Linked DNA regions of Mus musculus: all the other regions are linked to region 2. Evidence: chromatin contacts called from public Hi-C and HiChIP or PLAC-seq data. All regions are on one chromosome and are shown on one strand. Each heading gives the region's core, a stretch centred on a gene start, on an enhancer-like site or on the middle of the called end of the contact. The rest is flanking DNA. Distances are from core to core; before and after follow the strand shown. Region 1 has its middle 140 kb from the start of Slc7a11. Region 2 holds the start of Slc7a11 (solute carrier family 7 (cationic amino acid transporter, y+ system), member 11). Region 3 has its middle 22 kb from the start of Gm40043. Region 4 has its middle 42 kb from the start of Gm6209. Region 5 has its middle 51 kb from the start of Gm40043.

What was found. A called contact is a pair of places that touch in the nucleus more often than the background predicts. HiChIP or PLAC-seq counts read pairs in DNA pulled down with a chosen protein or histone mark.
Region 1: a contact with region 2 is called in an H3K4me3 HiChIP or PLAC-seq map of the SCID.adh cell line, with 22 read pairs. The contact joins the enhancer-like site here to the promoter of Slc7a11 in region 2. A contact is called at or near these places in 4 of 484 Hi-C or Micro-C datasets (double positive thymocytes, myocytes, nephron progenitors and 1 more), 2 of 115 datasets of contacts at active chromatin or transcription factors (the SCID.adh cell line and bone marrow-derived dendritic cells) and 2 of 9 other capture datasets (adipose tissue and pancreatic islet).
Region 3: a Hi-C map of double positive thymocytes shows a contact between it and region 2, with 2.1 times the contacts expected there. The contact joins the enhancer-like site here to the promoter of Slc7a11 in region 2. A contact is called at or near these places in 1 of 39 promoter capture datasets (neural stem cells), 2 of 484 Hi-C or Micro-C datasets (both in double positive thymocytes), 4 of 115 datasets of contacts at active chromatin or transcription factors (the SCID.adh cell line, bone marrow-derived dendritic cells, embryonic stem cells and 1 more) and 2 of 9 other capture datasets (adipose tissue and liver).
Region 4: a contact with region 2 is called in an H3K27ac HiChIP or PLAC-seq map of bone marrow-derived dendritic cells, with 2.1 times the contacts expected there. The contact joins the enhancer-like site here to the promoter of Slc7a11 in region 2. A contact is called at or near these places in 1 of 39 promoter capture datasets (macrophages), 5 of 484 Hi-C or Micro-C datasets (the BV-2 cell line, LSK cells, cerebral cortex and 2 more), 8 of 115 datasets of contacts at active chromatin or transcription factors (the SCID.adh cell line, bone marrow-derived dendritic cells, bone marrow-derived macrophages and 3 more) and 4 of 9 other capture datasets (adipose tissue, bone marrow-derived macrophages, liver and 1 more).
Region 5: a contact with region 2 is called in an H3K4me3 HiChIP or PLAC-seq map of the SCID.adh cell line, with 25 read pairs. The contact joins the enhancer-like site here to the promoter of Slc7a11 in region 2. A contact is called at or near these places in 2 of 115 datasets of contacts at active chromatin or transcription factors (the SCID.adh cell line and embryonic fibroblasts) and 1 of 9 other capture datasets (adipose tissue).

Annotation. Positions count from the first base shown.
Region 1 is chr3:50,306,470-50,309,169 of GRCm38.p6, forward strand. No RefSeq gene overlaps it. Among named protein-coding and RNA genes, the nearest start is that of Slc7a11, 140 kb to the right of the region's middle. Within about 2 kb of position 1,357, at least 21 of the 459 cell types and tissues checked have an H3K27ac peak or open chromatin away from gene starts, as enhancers often do. A contact at or near this core is called in the SCID.adh cell line and myocytes, where this site is marked.
Region 2 is chr3:50,442,297-50,444,996 of GRCm38.p6, forward strand. It overlaps Slc7a11 (solute carrier family 7 (cationic amino acid transporter, y+ system), member 11), which reads right to left and starts at 1,317. Exons shown (of 12, transcript NM_011990.2): 1 at 689-1,317. The coding sequence starts at 965.
Region 3 is chr3:50,688,136-50,690,835 of GRCm38.p6, forward strand. No RefSeq gene overlaps it. Among named protein-coding and RNA genes, the nearest start is that of Gm40043, 22 kb to the right of the region's middle. Within about 2 kb of position 1,411, at least 11 of the 459 cell types and tissues checked have an H3K27ac peak or open chromatin away from gene starts, as enhancers often do. A contact at or near this core is called in the SCID.adh cell line and double positive thymocytes, where this site is marked.
Region 4 is chr3:50,627,171-50,629,870 of GRCm38.p6, forward strand. No RefSeq gene overlaps it. Among named protein-coding and RNA genes, the nearest start is that of Gm6209, 42 kb to the left of the region's middle. Within about 2 kb of position 1,326, at least 51 of the 459 cell types and tissues checked have an H3K27ac peak or open chromatin away from gene starts, as enhancers often do. A contact at or near this core is called in the BV-2 cell line, bone marrow-derived dendritic cells, bone marrow-derived macrophages and 1 more, where this site is marked.
Region 5 is chr3:50,659,863-50,662,562 of GRCm38.p6, forward strand. No RefSeq gene overlaps it. Among named protein-coding and RNA genes, the nearest start is that of Gm40043, 51 kb to the right of the region's middle. Within about 2 kb of position 1,324, at least 15 of the 459 cell types and tissues checked have an H3K27ac peak or open chromatin away from gene starts, as enhancers often do. A contact at or near this core is called in the SCID.adh cell line, where this site is marked.

The DNA.
Region 1 (2,700 bases), core at 107-2,606, 140 kb before region 2:
TGCGTCTGTAACCTCACTGTCTGTGTGGAGAGAAGGAGTGTATCGGATCTGGTCATGCTTATACATGCTGCCCTACTTCCTGCCAAGACCTGAATAACCAGGCTGGGAAAGGCGGTTCAATGCCAAATGGTTTAATGCCATCACAATGGCAGTCAATGGGCAGGAGCTGAACGCTTTCAGCAGAAAATTTCAGAGTGGCCAAGAAGAAAGTGAGACTCCCATACAAAAAGGATTAAATAAAGTGGGAAAAAAATGGCCGGAAACATAGACTAATCTTTGAAGGAATTTTCTATCCATAGAAGGGGTAGTAGTTTGAAAAATAATGCAGGTTTGGAAGTAAGGCTCTCTTTTGCATTGTAACAACCAAATAGAAGTCAGTGAGAGTAGAAACCAAGTTCAAGGTTGTGGTCATTGAGGAGATGAACTGATGAAGGAGTGCACAGAGATAAAATAAAGAACAATGTGTGTAGATTAAACTATAAACAGAGATTTTCCCCTTTAGCATAGGACAAAAAAGGGAAATGAATAAAACAAGAAGAAGGGGAAACAGTATTGCTTATTAAAGGAAGCCAGGACAGGGATCTTGCACCTTAATAGACTGTACAGTGATGCCCAGAGTTCAAAGAATGAAGGAGAATTTAAAAAGAAAAGACAAAGAGAGGGAGGTAGAAAGGAAAGCTGGGTGCCTGGAAAACATTAAGAACCGCTACTATAAAAAGGGATAATGAACTAGGCATGAATAAAAGATCTAGTGGAATGGAGAACCACTTCCTATCTTACTGCCTAAAAGCTGTGTAGTAACAGTCACTGACTTTGGGCTGATAGATTTTTCCATTAGGGAAACAGCATTCTCTCCACCCAGCTATCCAGACTCCAGTAACCACCTTTTTCAATGTAATCATACATATAACAGATGTAGGAGGGTTTTTAGACCCACATTCAGACAACTAAGATACACACACACACACACACACACACACACACACACACACTCATACACTCTAGTTACCATCATGAGGCACTTCTGACAGGTTGCACATGAGTACCAAGTACAGCTGTCTACTGCAGCCTTCTCTGTGGTTTCTGTGGTGTCTCGCATGCTTATTCATGGAACCAGAATTTAACCACCCATTAAGAGACTAGAACAGGCCTCAGATTCCCCTTGGCCTTCTGAGGTTTTATCCCCTTTGCTAAGACTTTTCCAGATGCATTTTGGTAATGACACTGTATCAAGCTTCAGAAATCAACAGCCTGCGCTCAATCTGCTATAGGAATCTTCCCAGAAGAAAGGGATGTTTCATCCGGCGGAGTCATTCATCCTAGCCTGGACTCTTCTGCTTCTGATCCTCCCCTGTTAAAAACATAACACACTGGAGGAAGATTGTGCTATATTTCACCAGTACTCCGTGCCGCTACCGAGGGACACTTCCATCTGTTATTTGCTCTCAGCTTTGCCTACTGATAAAACAGGAAGGACAGCTTGCTGATGGGCTCTTTGAAGCAAATGGCTCTACTCTTTCCTGCAATTAATGTTTGTAAATTATTTCTACAGTAGTCAGCAGGTATAGTACCACCATTTACAGATTACTTTCAATAAATCAAGAGCCCGCGCTCCTTCTGAGAGGACCTCCATTACAATGCGACTCGTGGCTAGTGGCCTGCTCTACCCGTGATGAAAATTGCTCTGTGTGTAATCGAATACTCTCATTAATTCTGTCAATTATCATTCCCTCGTGGGGAGATCTGAAGGTTGTGCACTGAGTTGTTGAAGTTTCCTTTTATGTGTAGTATGTGTTGTTCACAGAATCTGGTAGTTAGGGCACTTCAAAATTTCACAGTAAGTTAATAGCCCTTTGGCTGCTAGAGAGAGAGAGATGGCTCACAACAACAAAGCTGATTACAATGGAAGCAATTTGGTATTTTTCCCAGGATTACTCTGTTGTTTAGATGATAAATTGTTTTTAGAGTAGAGAAATAATTATATATTTTACAGCCTCTGCACTGTTTTAGGGAAAATTCCTTTAGACCTATAATATAAACCTCCTTTTCTAATTTGAAAAATTCTTTTACTTAAACTTTCTATTTTTATTTTATTGACTCAAAAAATTTTGGTTAAATTTGACCCTGGGTGGTGTTGCTGCTGCTGTTGTTGTTTTTAACTGATTATTTCCCTATGTTCTATAATGATCTATTTTCCAGGGAAAGAAAATGGCCATATAACTTGCATTAAGAGTGCCACTCTCAAAGTTTTAGAACAGGGATTTTAACTTTCCAAGACACATCTCTCCTTTCAAAGCAGAAGCATGGGAAAGAGAATGATGGATTCTAAAGGTGACCCAGGTAGGAAGAGGCCACTGGAAGTAGGACAAGGGACACTGGAAGACTATCCAAAGCCTAAGGTGGCAACAACCTCTTCATCGGGGTCTATTAGGTGAGAACGTGAACTCTTACCAAGAGAAAAGATGAAAGGGAGATATCAAGTGGCAGAAGTATTGCAGAGTCTCACTTAAAGCAACTCAGTGCACATTAGGGACATGAAATGCAAAACATTACAGGAGTGTGTGCAAAGGAATTAGGCATGAAGCTCCCACATGATATGAACAGGATCTTCCTCTGGACAATTTTAGGAAAGAATAAGCCATTTAGTACTGAGACCTATGACCATTAACTGCCTTTCCTAGTAGTCATGGCCTTTGCTTC
Region 2 (2,700 bases), core at 67-2,566:
AAAAAAACAAGGGGAAAAAAGTTGAAACCTTTGCCCCATTTATGGAGACGGAGGAGACACATCAAACACATATCTTCCCAAGGACTTCTGAAAGCATAGTATTAGAAACGGACAAGCCTACGAATTTAAAATATTAAAAAAGGCAGAGAATGCCACCCATTTGTTTAGCAAGTAAAAGGCCCGTGACAGTGTTCCGAACGTTCAGTTCCGCGTGTAAATAGGCCACACTGGCTGCACCGCACAGGTGTTTCTTCCAGCGAGCCAGCTGCCAGAACTATGCTCTAAACAAGACTCACAAACCCAAGCCCTCTGCACGGAAGGAAGGCTTGGTTTTTTGGGTCATCAAAGTTAGGTTTTTTTTGTTTTTTGTTTTTTTGTTTTTTGTTTTTTTTTTTTTTTTTCCTTCTCTCAGCAAACCAGAAAAAAAAAAAAAAAAAGCTGCCAGAGTCTGTCTCAGGCAGGAAAGCAGAGTATAGCCTGCAGGAAGGAATCTGAGAGGGTTCAGTCTTGTGCCAACAGTGGACAGTGTGTTTGGGTAGTGCACATACCTGAACAACAACAACAACAAAAATTCCAAATATTTCCTGTAGTATTTGCCCATTCATTTACTCCTCAGAAATAACCCTTCGCTCTCCCAGAGAGCCACACAGCTACACACACTCACACCCCAGAGAAGAAGCGCACTCACCAAAAAGTGACAGTACTCCACAGGCAGACCAGAAAACCAGGGACATGCCCACGCTGCCCGTGTTCTGGAGTATGCCCTTGGGGGAGATGAAGATGCCTGATCCGATGACGGTGCCGATGATGATGGAGACCCCCCTCAGCAAAGTGATCTTCTTTTTCAGAACTACCTTCTCCTGCCCAGGTGGCTCTTGGTCCCCCATGGAGGGCAGCCTCCCGCTCATATTGCCCTGCAGGTAACCTCCTTTGGAGATGGTGGCCACAACTGGCTTTCTGACCATGGCAGTGTCACACCAGAGGAGGGGGATGAAAAAGAAAACAGAGGGGGAAAAACAAAACAAGACAAAATAAAACAAAACAAAACAAACCCTTTTAACTTGTTTCTCTAAGAAGTGACTGATCACTGTTCGGTCGTGACTTCCCCTTTGCTATCACCGACTGGCTCTACACTATTGTGTCCACAGGTGAGAACTCAGAGGTGTGTTTCAGCCTTCGCTGGCTCTATAATTACTCCTCTTGCTCCTCGGAGCACCTGTGTGGCACCGGCTCCAGGGGCAGTCAGTTAGCTGCAGCCGCGGCTGCTGCCCTATCATTACACACCAGCTCAGCTTCCTCGTGGAAGGCTCCGTATTTAAGCAACCGCCTGTCACACCAACTTACTGGGCTGCATGATGATGCAAATTCTCCAGGTTTGCATCAGCCACATGAGAAAACTCCAGCTTGAGAAAGCGCCAACATTACTCAGCTCTTTTTTTTTTTTTTTTTTTTTAACAGTAGCCTGTGGGTTGCTCAATGGATCCAAAGCATTTCCCAGAACAAAGCATACTCTTAAAGAGGGGCTTAGCCAATCCAGAAGAAGTAAACAGGGAACCAGGGAATAGACACTGTCCCGGTGACTTTAAGCAGCTCCGCTCTCAGAGAGAGAAAAGAAGTTGGAAAATGAAACAGAAAACAATTACTTCGTTTTAAGGAGTTGCTTCTTAACTTTAAGGCGCGCATAAAAAATGTTGTATTCACAGCTGTTTTGACAATGGAAAGTGCCTTAGGGCTGCTCTGTTTGCAACAGCAAAGTTTATACTTCATAATTTGTATTCTCCTTACTTCCCCGGGTGTTTCCTAGCAACACTGTCAAATCTAATATTTACAAAGTCAGAAAGTTTCTGCACACGAGAGCCGTGGCTACATACAGCTCCGCATGAACAGACACAATTATTTCTTAAGACCTGTAATACAAGGGTGTTTAAGATCACCACCTAAGTTTGAGAAGTTGAAAGATCATAGTGACTGCAGAAAACAGTCTTTTTCTGATTCTTGTCAGCACAGCGTGATTTCCTGAACTAGGTAGAAGGACTCGGTCTTCATTTGCATGTTGCTCCATCGAATTAAAAAGACTCCTCTTTGAATCTTAGGCAATACTTATAATTGCATGAAGACACGCACAGAGCAAGAGCTTGAGAAGGGAGTCCCATTATAATAGTTGGAGAAAGGAAGGAGATGACAGGGCATATTTTTTGGATCTATAAGCTATTCTGATTATAATTTGAAATGTATTACAATCAACAGGTACTAACTTTTAGTTAGCTCAAAGCCGGAAATTTTCGGTGACTGTAACAGAGTGTACAAGTCCATTTCAGAAAGCTAAAAGAATGTGTTTTTTACATAAAGAAATAATGACATCTTAAGGAGATAGAAGTGTTTACTCTGAGCATTCTACAATGGGCACATGTGCTGAAACTTTACACCCTATTCACATACACAGCTTTCATCTTTGTCAGTTAAAAAGAAATTTAAACATATAAAAGTACATTAAAACTTCAAAGTGGGGTTAAAATATTTACATTGAAAAAATTTCTTTTTTTTTAAAAAATTAAACACAAACTTGAAACGTTTTGCTTCTAATCAAGTGTCTTATGTGTAAAATAAAAATAAAAATAAAAAATTACCAAAAGAAAATAAAGCATCTCAGCTATCAGTCTCGGCACCAGGTCCCTGTGGTTTGAATTTAATGAGAAGAAT
Region 3 (2,700 bases), core at 161-2,660, 250 kb after region 2:
ACCCCCCAGCCTCCTAGAAAAGTTCAAGTTCAGATTTGGAGTAAGTCTTGAAACACAGGCTTGTGAGGACCAGCAGATTTTCTTTAGCAGTCCAGATCATGCCTTGGTCCTCTATAACAGCAGCGCAGCAAGGCAGCCCCTCAACCACTGAGCCATCTCTGCAGGCCCTATACAAGGTTTTTTTGTTTTGTTTTGTCTTGTGTTTGTTTGTTTGTTTGTTTAATTAATTAAGCAGGAGCTAGAAAGACAGCCTAATTGGTTAAAGAGTCTGCAGTGTGATCATGAAGACCTGAGTTCCTATCTTTACACCCACAGGGCCATCTACACCTGTAACTTTCATACTGTGTGTGTGTGTGTTGGGAGGTGGATAGAAAACAGATGCCTTCTAACTTAAGGCTCAATCAAAGACTCTGAGGCAAAAGAGTAAGACAGAGCGTTATGGCATAGGACACCCAATATCCTCCTTAGACTTGCACAGGGGAGTGTGCACACACTCACACATGCACAATCATATGCCACATTCACAGGAACATGTGCACATATATTACACATACTTATACACATGCAGAGAGAGAGAGACAGAAAGAGAGAGAGAGAATTAAGTCATGTCACTGGTTTTCAACTGTTCTTTCCTAAAACCATAAAGATTGCTGTGTACATAGAAGGTACCTAGAAGAATCTTGTTCTCAGTAGGTTTGAGAAATACAACTGAAAACAAAAATCCAATCGTTTTCCACACATGTATCTGCTTGATCCTCTTGTACTCTGGCCTCATTAAAAGCCATAGTGGCCATTTCAGCCACAGCGTAATAGGGCCACAAAAACCATGAGATCTCTGAGAAGCGATCGTTTTGAAATTCAAACACCCAGTTATGGCCCTTACCTTTACCACAGTTGAATTTGTTGTAAGCAAGACACTTAACTTTATCCCAAGCTGTCTCTCCTGCTGGGTGAAATGAAAGCTGCAGTTCACTGTCCAGCTTACAGAGAAATCAGAAGGAGCAGAGGAGGGGAGCTTTCCTAATGTTATAGAAGGTACACTATTATTAACATAGCAATACCTACCTGTATTCAACAATGAAGCCATTCACTACACAGATTGATTCAATGAAAATTGTGTTCATGTTGCAAAGTGAAAAGACTTTAGAATATGATTGTATTTCAACTAGTACATTCTGTAATTTGTGGTCAGAGTATCCTTAAAAAAAAAATCCCATGACGTGTGCTTGAGATCAGTAGTTCTACGTGACATCTTCTGTGGCTATGTGTGCTGTTGTTCCTGGGCCATTGGTTTTTCTATTCCCTGTTCAGAGCCTGATTTTTACAAAGACATTGGTTGCAGGTGTCTGCTGAGTCTCTGCTGTCTGCGTACCTTTGCTTTTGAAGATATAATTTCTGCCTCTTGCCTGCTGCACCTTGCCCAAGGTCACTGCAGGGTGTGTGGGAGAGCTTGGTGCCTGAGAAACACATAGTGCATTCTCTTCTGTGAAACCACCTGGTCGTGGCAACTTGCTGGGGACGCCATGTGGCTCTGCAGACCCAGTGCACACAATGACATCAGGTGGCACACAGGTCAGTTCTGATGAGCTCATTCTCCGGGAGAAAAAGCAAGTCAGAGGCTTCAACTCACTGTGCATGGAAGTCCTTCCAAGAACCCAGCCTCTCTCCTTTGGGCATGCGAGGGGACTAGCAAAGAACTCTACTGACCCGAAGCCTTTCCCTCTTGGAGTGTCCCATTCATTCTCTCTGCTTTCTATTTCTCCAAATGGCTTTGTTTCTCTAAGAAAAAAATTTCTCCTGACTTTGACTTGGTAAGGTGGGAGACACAGTAAATACAGCCCTGCCAGGAAACAAAGAAACAAAAACCAAATACAATGATGTAAGAAATATTCCTATGCAATCAATTTAGTAAGTCATAATTCATTTACTGGTTGTAAACACAGCACATGGTTTTTAGTATGATTTTGGTATGGTACTAAGCATGGATCTTGGACGTCCTGCATGCTGAGTTAGCTCTACCACTGAATTTAGTATTCAACCCTGGGAACAAATGATTTTGATCAGAAATTAAAATAGTACAAAATGTATCCAAAGATAGAGAGCAGTCCCCATCCTCTCCCATCACTACTCCTTGAAAGGTAACTAGCATCAGCAGTTTTCCTTACCCCCAGTATTTGATAATAGACTTGTATACCCATGGGCATTCTTAAATATACTTCTTATTTCAACTTAACAATGTGCCTTGAAGATCCATAACAGCACATGTATTTACACTACATTATTTTCTATGGCTATATAACAACTTACATGATTACACTGTAACTCATATAGTTGGTCTCCTCTTGATTGACGCCTGGATTGACCCATGGATTTTTTTTTCTTTTACTATTTGAAATAATAGAGCAATGAACTATTTTGCTCACACCACTTTGTGTAGCGTGCAAATAAAGTCAGAGGACAAAGCACTAAAATTTGAACTTGCAAGACCTGCATATTTCAGCTTGCATAGTATTAGCCAATGGTACCAATGTTTAGCATATGAGCATGGGTGTGTGCCTGTCTTCATACCCTTATCCACTCTTGTCAATTCGAACATTTTCTATCATCAACCTGGTCAGTGAGAAACTTGTGTACAATTTGTATTTGCATTTCCTGAATTATGAATGAGATCAAGGATTCTTGTATGCATAAAATATAGAT
Region 4 (2,700 bases), core at 76-2,575, 180 kb after region 2:
TGTACAGCTGAGCCCCACCACAAAATCAACACTCAAGATTCCTAGAGTAGGAAGCAGGTATTGGTATGGCTAGAGAGAGTTACAGGAGACATGTACTCAAGGCTAAACTACTGGCCTTAAGGAATTTTGCTACTGGAACTCCAAAACTCATGCCTTCTTTTCTTCTCTAATCATTTTTCCCTTTCTTTTTCCTTAAGACAAGGACTTTCTATACAGCTAAGGGTGGCCTTGAACTCTTAATTACTCTCCTACAACAGCCTCTACTAGGCTCACCTAAGCCTTATTCTTGTTCTGGCTCTGACAGTTTTGCAAAATACGCTTCATACAGTAGTTGCTTTGGGATCTTTCTTTAAGTGTCTATGTGACAGGTGACACATATGTTATCCATTTTACAGAAGAGGAAACCTTCCGTTTTCCAAAGGACCACAGATAATAAATGAAGAAGTAAGAAGAAGGACTCAGGGTCTTGGAAGGTAGCAGAGCATTGTCACCCACCAAAAGCTACTATCTCCAAGAAGTACTTCTAGAAAGGCTTAAGAAGAAAGAGCCTTCCTTTGTGTGATGCAGGCTGTGTGGGTTTGGGAACCCTCAGATGGAGCCTGGAATTTAAAATAGAGAACTTAGACAATTGAATAGAGAAAGCCTAGGTGGAAAGAAAGCCAAGGGCAGAGAGAGTGAGCACAGAACAAAGGAAAAGTAAGTGTTCTGGAAAACACATGCCTTGGTTTAAGCCACTAAAAGGAAGGACAAAATGAAGGAAGGAAAGAAGGAAGGAATGAAGGAATGAATGAAGGGATGGAGGGAGAGTGAGAGGGAGGGTGGGAGGAAGGAAACTAAAAAATTAAAATAAAAAGCCCACAGACCTCAACTTTATATGTCATTCTGTCACATAAAACCATTCTATTAGAGGCCAGTGGTGGCTTATTCAGTAACTATCATTATGCCTAGGCGCTAAAACAGTGACTACAGTCCTGAAATCAGATGCCTTTGAGAAACACTGAAATTTTACATATTCCCAATCATAGCATCATAGTTGGGAGTAGAGGTGACTTCTTACCGGCTGCCATCAAGTTAGGAAGCTAGCAGAGTTCTGTAGTAAGTAAACACTTACAGGAAGTGAGTTGAGGGAAGTTCCAGACCTGGAAAGTGGAGCAGGAGAGGGTCAAGATTGGATCCACATAGCAACTCCCAAACCCATGAGCAAACACCGAATGGCATGGCATCGGAGACTTGGACCAGATGGAGAAAGAGTTCTGTTCTGCCCCTTCTTATCTGACCAATACAGCAGCCCAGAGTTAATAAGTACAGGCGTCTCCAACTACAAGCCACATCTTCCGGTTGCTGGTCTACACGGTGAATGAGAAAGAGGAAGCAAATCTGCATACAGAGTCAGCCCTCAAAGATGGCACATGGCCAAACAGCTCGAGAGCAGGAGCTAGTCACAGGCCGGTATCTTTCCATCATCCAGTTTAATACTTATAAGAAAGTTGCTCATATTTGTTTGTGTGTTTTATTTTTCTTATTCTTTTATCTTTTTAATGTCTACTCCCTTTCTCATTTTATCCTGTCAAGTCTTCTGATCAGAGAAAGTCGCTCCTCGAAGGGGCCAAGTTGGCCTAGGACTAGCAGTCACCCAGTCCCAAACTTCTAAACAGTGACTGTATAAACACGGGCTACCACACCCGTGTAATATTTGATTTTTAATCTCCCTCCCTTAGTCTTTACCATTGTAAATTCTTTTTCATTCTTCGGTAATATTTATTTTCTCTCATTTCTCCATTTTTCATCGTTTGTCCTTTAGGTTTTTAAAAGAATTTTATTGTTTTCTGTTTGCAGGTTTGTGGGGTTGGTTGGTTTGTTATTTTATATTCCTTTTTTATTTACTTAATCCTTAACTACGTCTTCTATGTCTCTTCGTCTTCTCCCTTATCCTTTCAATTTACTTTTTCTCTTCTTTTTCTATTTTTTTTTCTTCTGGTACTTGCCTTAGTTTTGCCATTCCATTTCTCATTAATGTCATATTAGATTTAACAATATGTCTTTGCTCCTTTTTTCTAATTTTCATAAGATTATTATGACATTGGCTGTAATTGGTTATGACCATGATTACTTTGTGTTTTTTCTATAGGTTATGGTTTCTTCTGTGGTCCACTGGGCTGGGCCTGGTGCCTCGATTTTAACTGTGGTTTAAGTGGCCAGCATAGTTGTGATAAATTAATTCTTTACCCTGCCATAGCCTAGACCTGCCCATTGCTCAGTGATTACTTTATCTCAAAGAATATAAGACAACCAAATTCCCAGCCAATGACTTGTCCTACATGCACAAATCCCAATACAGACAAATTAAAAAATATGTAAGTAATTAGTGTGACTCCTCCAAACAATAGTTCATGATGGGTAGATAAAATTCTGAATAAAGAGTTAAAAGAAGAAACTATAGAAATGGTTGCTATTTACAGAGAATATCATTAAAAACCTAAATGAGTTAAAATAGGATAAAAGTAAAGAGCTAAATAAAATACAGAACAAAATGAAAGATATATAGAGAGAATCCAGTAAAGATACAGAGACTCTGAAGGAAAGTAACAAACTGAAATTTAGGGAATGGAAGGTTCCACAAGTTAAATTTTAAAAACTAACTTGATTAATAGCTAGATTAAATAGAAGATAGGTCACTGGATTCATAGATAAGGTGGATTA
Region 5 (2,700 bases), core at 74-2,573, 220 kb after region 2:
CTCTAAGATCCAAAGGGAGTGGTACTATTAGGAGATGTGGCCTTGTTAGGATAGATGTGGCTGTGATGGAAAATTTGTGAACCTGGCGAGTGGGCTTTGAGGTCCTAGAAGTTCAGACCAGACCTCACCCTAGCAGCTCATATTTCTCTTCCTACTGCCTGCTGATCCAGATGTAGAATTCCCAGGGCCTTCTCCAGCACCATGTCTGCCTGCACGCTGCCATGCTTCCCTCCATGATAATAGACTGAGCCTCTGAAACTGTAAGCCAACCTTAATTAAATGGTTTCCTTTATAAGAGTTGCCATAATCATGGATTCTTCACCACAGTAAAATTTAACTAAGACAGCAGCAGATCCACAAAACAAAGGACAAAATACAGTTACCCTGCTTGTCCTCATGGAAAAAAGGAACAGTTGATGTGAATGATGACGACCATGGCAGCGTGCTGAATTCACCTCACACTCCCCTTGTTTGAATATTAATGCTAGTGATTATGAGGCTGTGTGGAAAGAATACTTTACCCATCTATAATCTTTTACCATTTTCCTATTGTTTTCCATGGGAATGCCAAGATTGGTAGAAATTATATCTAATAATTATTTCTTCATGTCTCACAATATATCTAATGTTACCATGGGGAGCCAATGCTTTGTCCTTCAAGTTTTGGGGAAATACACAGAATGCTCAGGCCAGGTGACAAATGTGTCTTTACAAGACACCTGAAAGAAGAGCCAGTCTAGGGTGGCACCAGTTTGACACTGGAATGTGTTCCTGTGAAGGAAAACTAAGGCAGTCTGTTGAAAGTCTTTCTTCTGTGGTTTCAACTTTTCCACTAGCTTATCCCTCCCTCAGGGTCCCGGCTTTATTCCGCAGCTGGCTGTCTGATCCAGTTCCACTCTGATCAATGAACAGGAGTTGCTCTTCAGAATACACTAAGAGATTCCTCCTGCCCAACACTCAGGAAGAATTAAATAAACGAAGGGAGATGAAACCACACTCTAATTCTTTTGCCCCAAATCAGGATGTATAAGTACATGGACCTAGTAGAACCAAGTCTTCTTTTGCCCACACAGTGATATGAAGTTGTGCTATAATCTGGACTTGAAATGACCCCAGAAATGCCCATGTGGGAGGCTTAATCCCTGGTCCAGTACCGTTGAGAGGAGGTGGAATCTCTAAGATATGTGGCTTATTGGACAAATGGGTTGTTGAAGAACTGGCTCTTTAAACAGATGGTGAGACTTCAGCCTCTGTCTCTTCCTACCTCTAGCTTCCTGACCACAATAACGGCAGTTCTGTCCACATGCTCACTGCTGTGTGCTGCCACAGGCCCAAATGAGAGCAACGACTCTTTGAAAGTCACTCATTTCTTACATCTGTTACATCAAGATTTGTACACAAATGGCAGGACTGTTGCCAAACCTACTGCTGCTCTCTCACCGGAGCAAGTCGCAGCCTCATGCCTACGCCATCACACAGCCGCAAAATGAGGAGCTTTTCTCTTGGGGAGCAGGAATATATTTCCAGGTGCAGAACGACATATACATGATCTCCCATGACAACAGCCAGTGTCTGTCTAAAACGCTGTTTTTGACAATTAGATTTCCTTTCATAGAACACATATAAAATTAAAGTTTCGAAAAGCTTGAAATTCTCTGAAATTTTCCAGTGTAACAAAAGCAGAGTTCACAGTAACAACAGACTTCAAAGGAGATCCATATTTTAAGATTTCATCCTTTTCAAAAGCATCAAACTGAAAAACATAGAATTAAGACTTAGAGCCGAAATGTAACAGTCACCTCAACCTTTCAAAAACAACTTCTGGTGTGAACTAGAAGATAAGATGCCCGGTTAGCAAGAGAGTCCATTTTCACATTGTTCTGAGCTACTGGGAGCTAAAGGGTTTCTTTTTAAATTTTGAGCATGTGAGATAAAATAGTTGTTATTCTTATTTTGAAGTCCTTGAAGGGCAGATCAAATGAAGCCGATCCATGATAATAATGATTGATGAGTTTCATCTAATAAGTTTAAAATAGATGCAAACAGCAGCACAGCTCCTGCCCGGGGAAGGGCATTTGGAAAAAGCACTAACAGCTACAATTAACAGCATTCCAGAGGAGGGAGCTTAACTCTAGCATCACATAAAGGAAGGGGTTGCCGTTTTAATTTTCAGCTTCTGGGTGTTCATCTTCGCTGTGTCACTTAAGAATTGTCAATGCTGTAAAATTTAGCTATAAGAAATTCAAATTTCACTGCATGAAATGGACACTTGCTTAATTCTTTCTTTTCACTCTTGATTTTAAATTCTATGAGGTTAGAGACCCCGTCTCTGGTTCTTTTTTGTTGTAAACGTGTTCAGCATAATTCTTGGCTCTAGGCAAACGAAGACTGACTATGGATGAAAGAATGACGCATTTAGCAGTCAATGAATTGAAGTCAAAATCCTCAGTGGTGTGGGGGGGCTTCTTTGGTTGTTGGGTACGGGGTAAGGGTAGGGAGACAGGAAAATAAATCCTTCCTTTGTGAGTTTATGTTCTGATGGCAAAGACAATTTTCAAGACAACTAGTAAAACTCATACAAGAACAAAACCCTAGCCAGAGAAGAGGATGGGGGGTTAGTTGTTAAGATGATGGGGAGGATGAAGTGTTAGTTGTTGGGATAATGGGGAGGATGGAGTGTTAGTTGTTAGGGTGATGGGG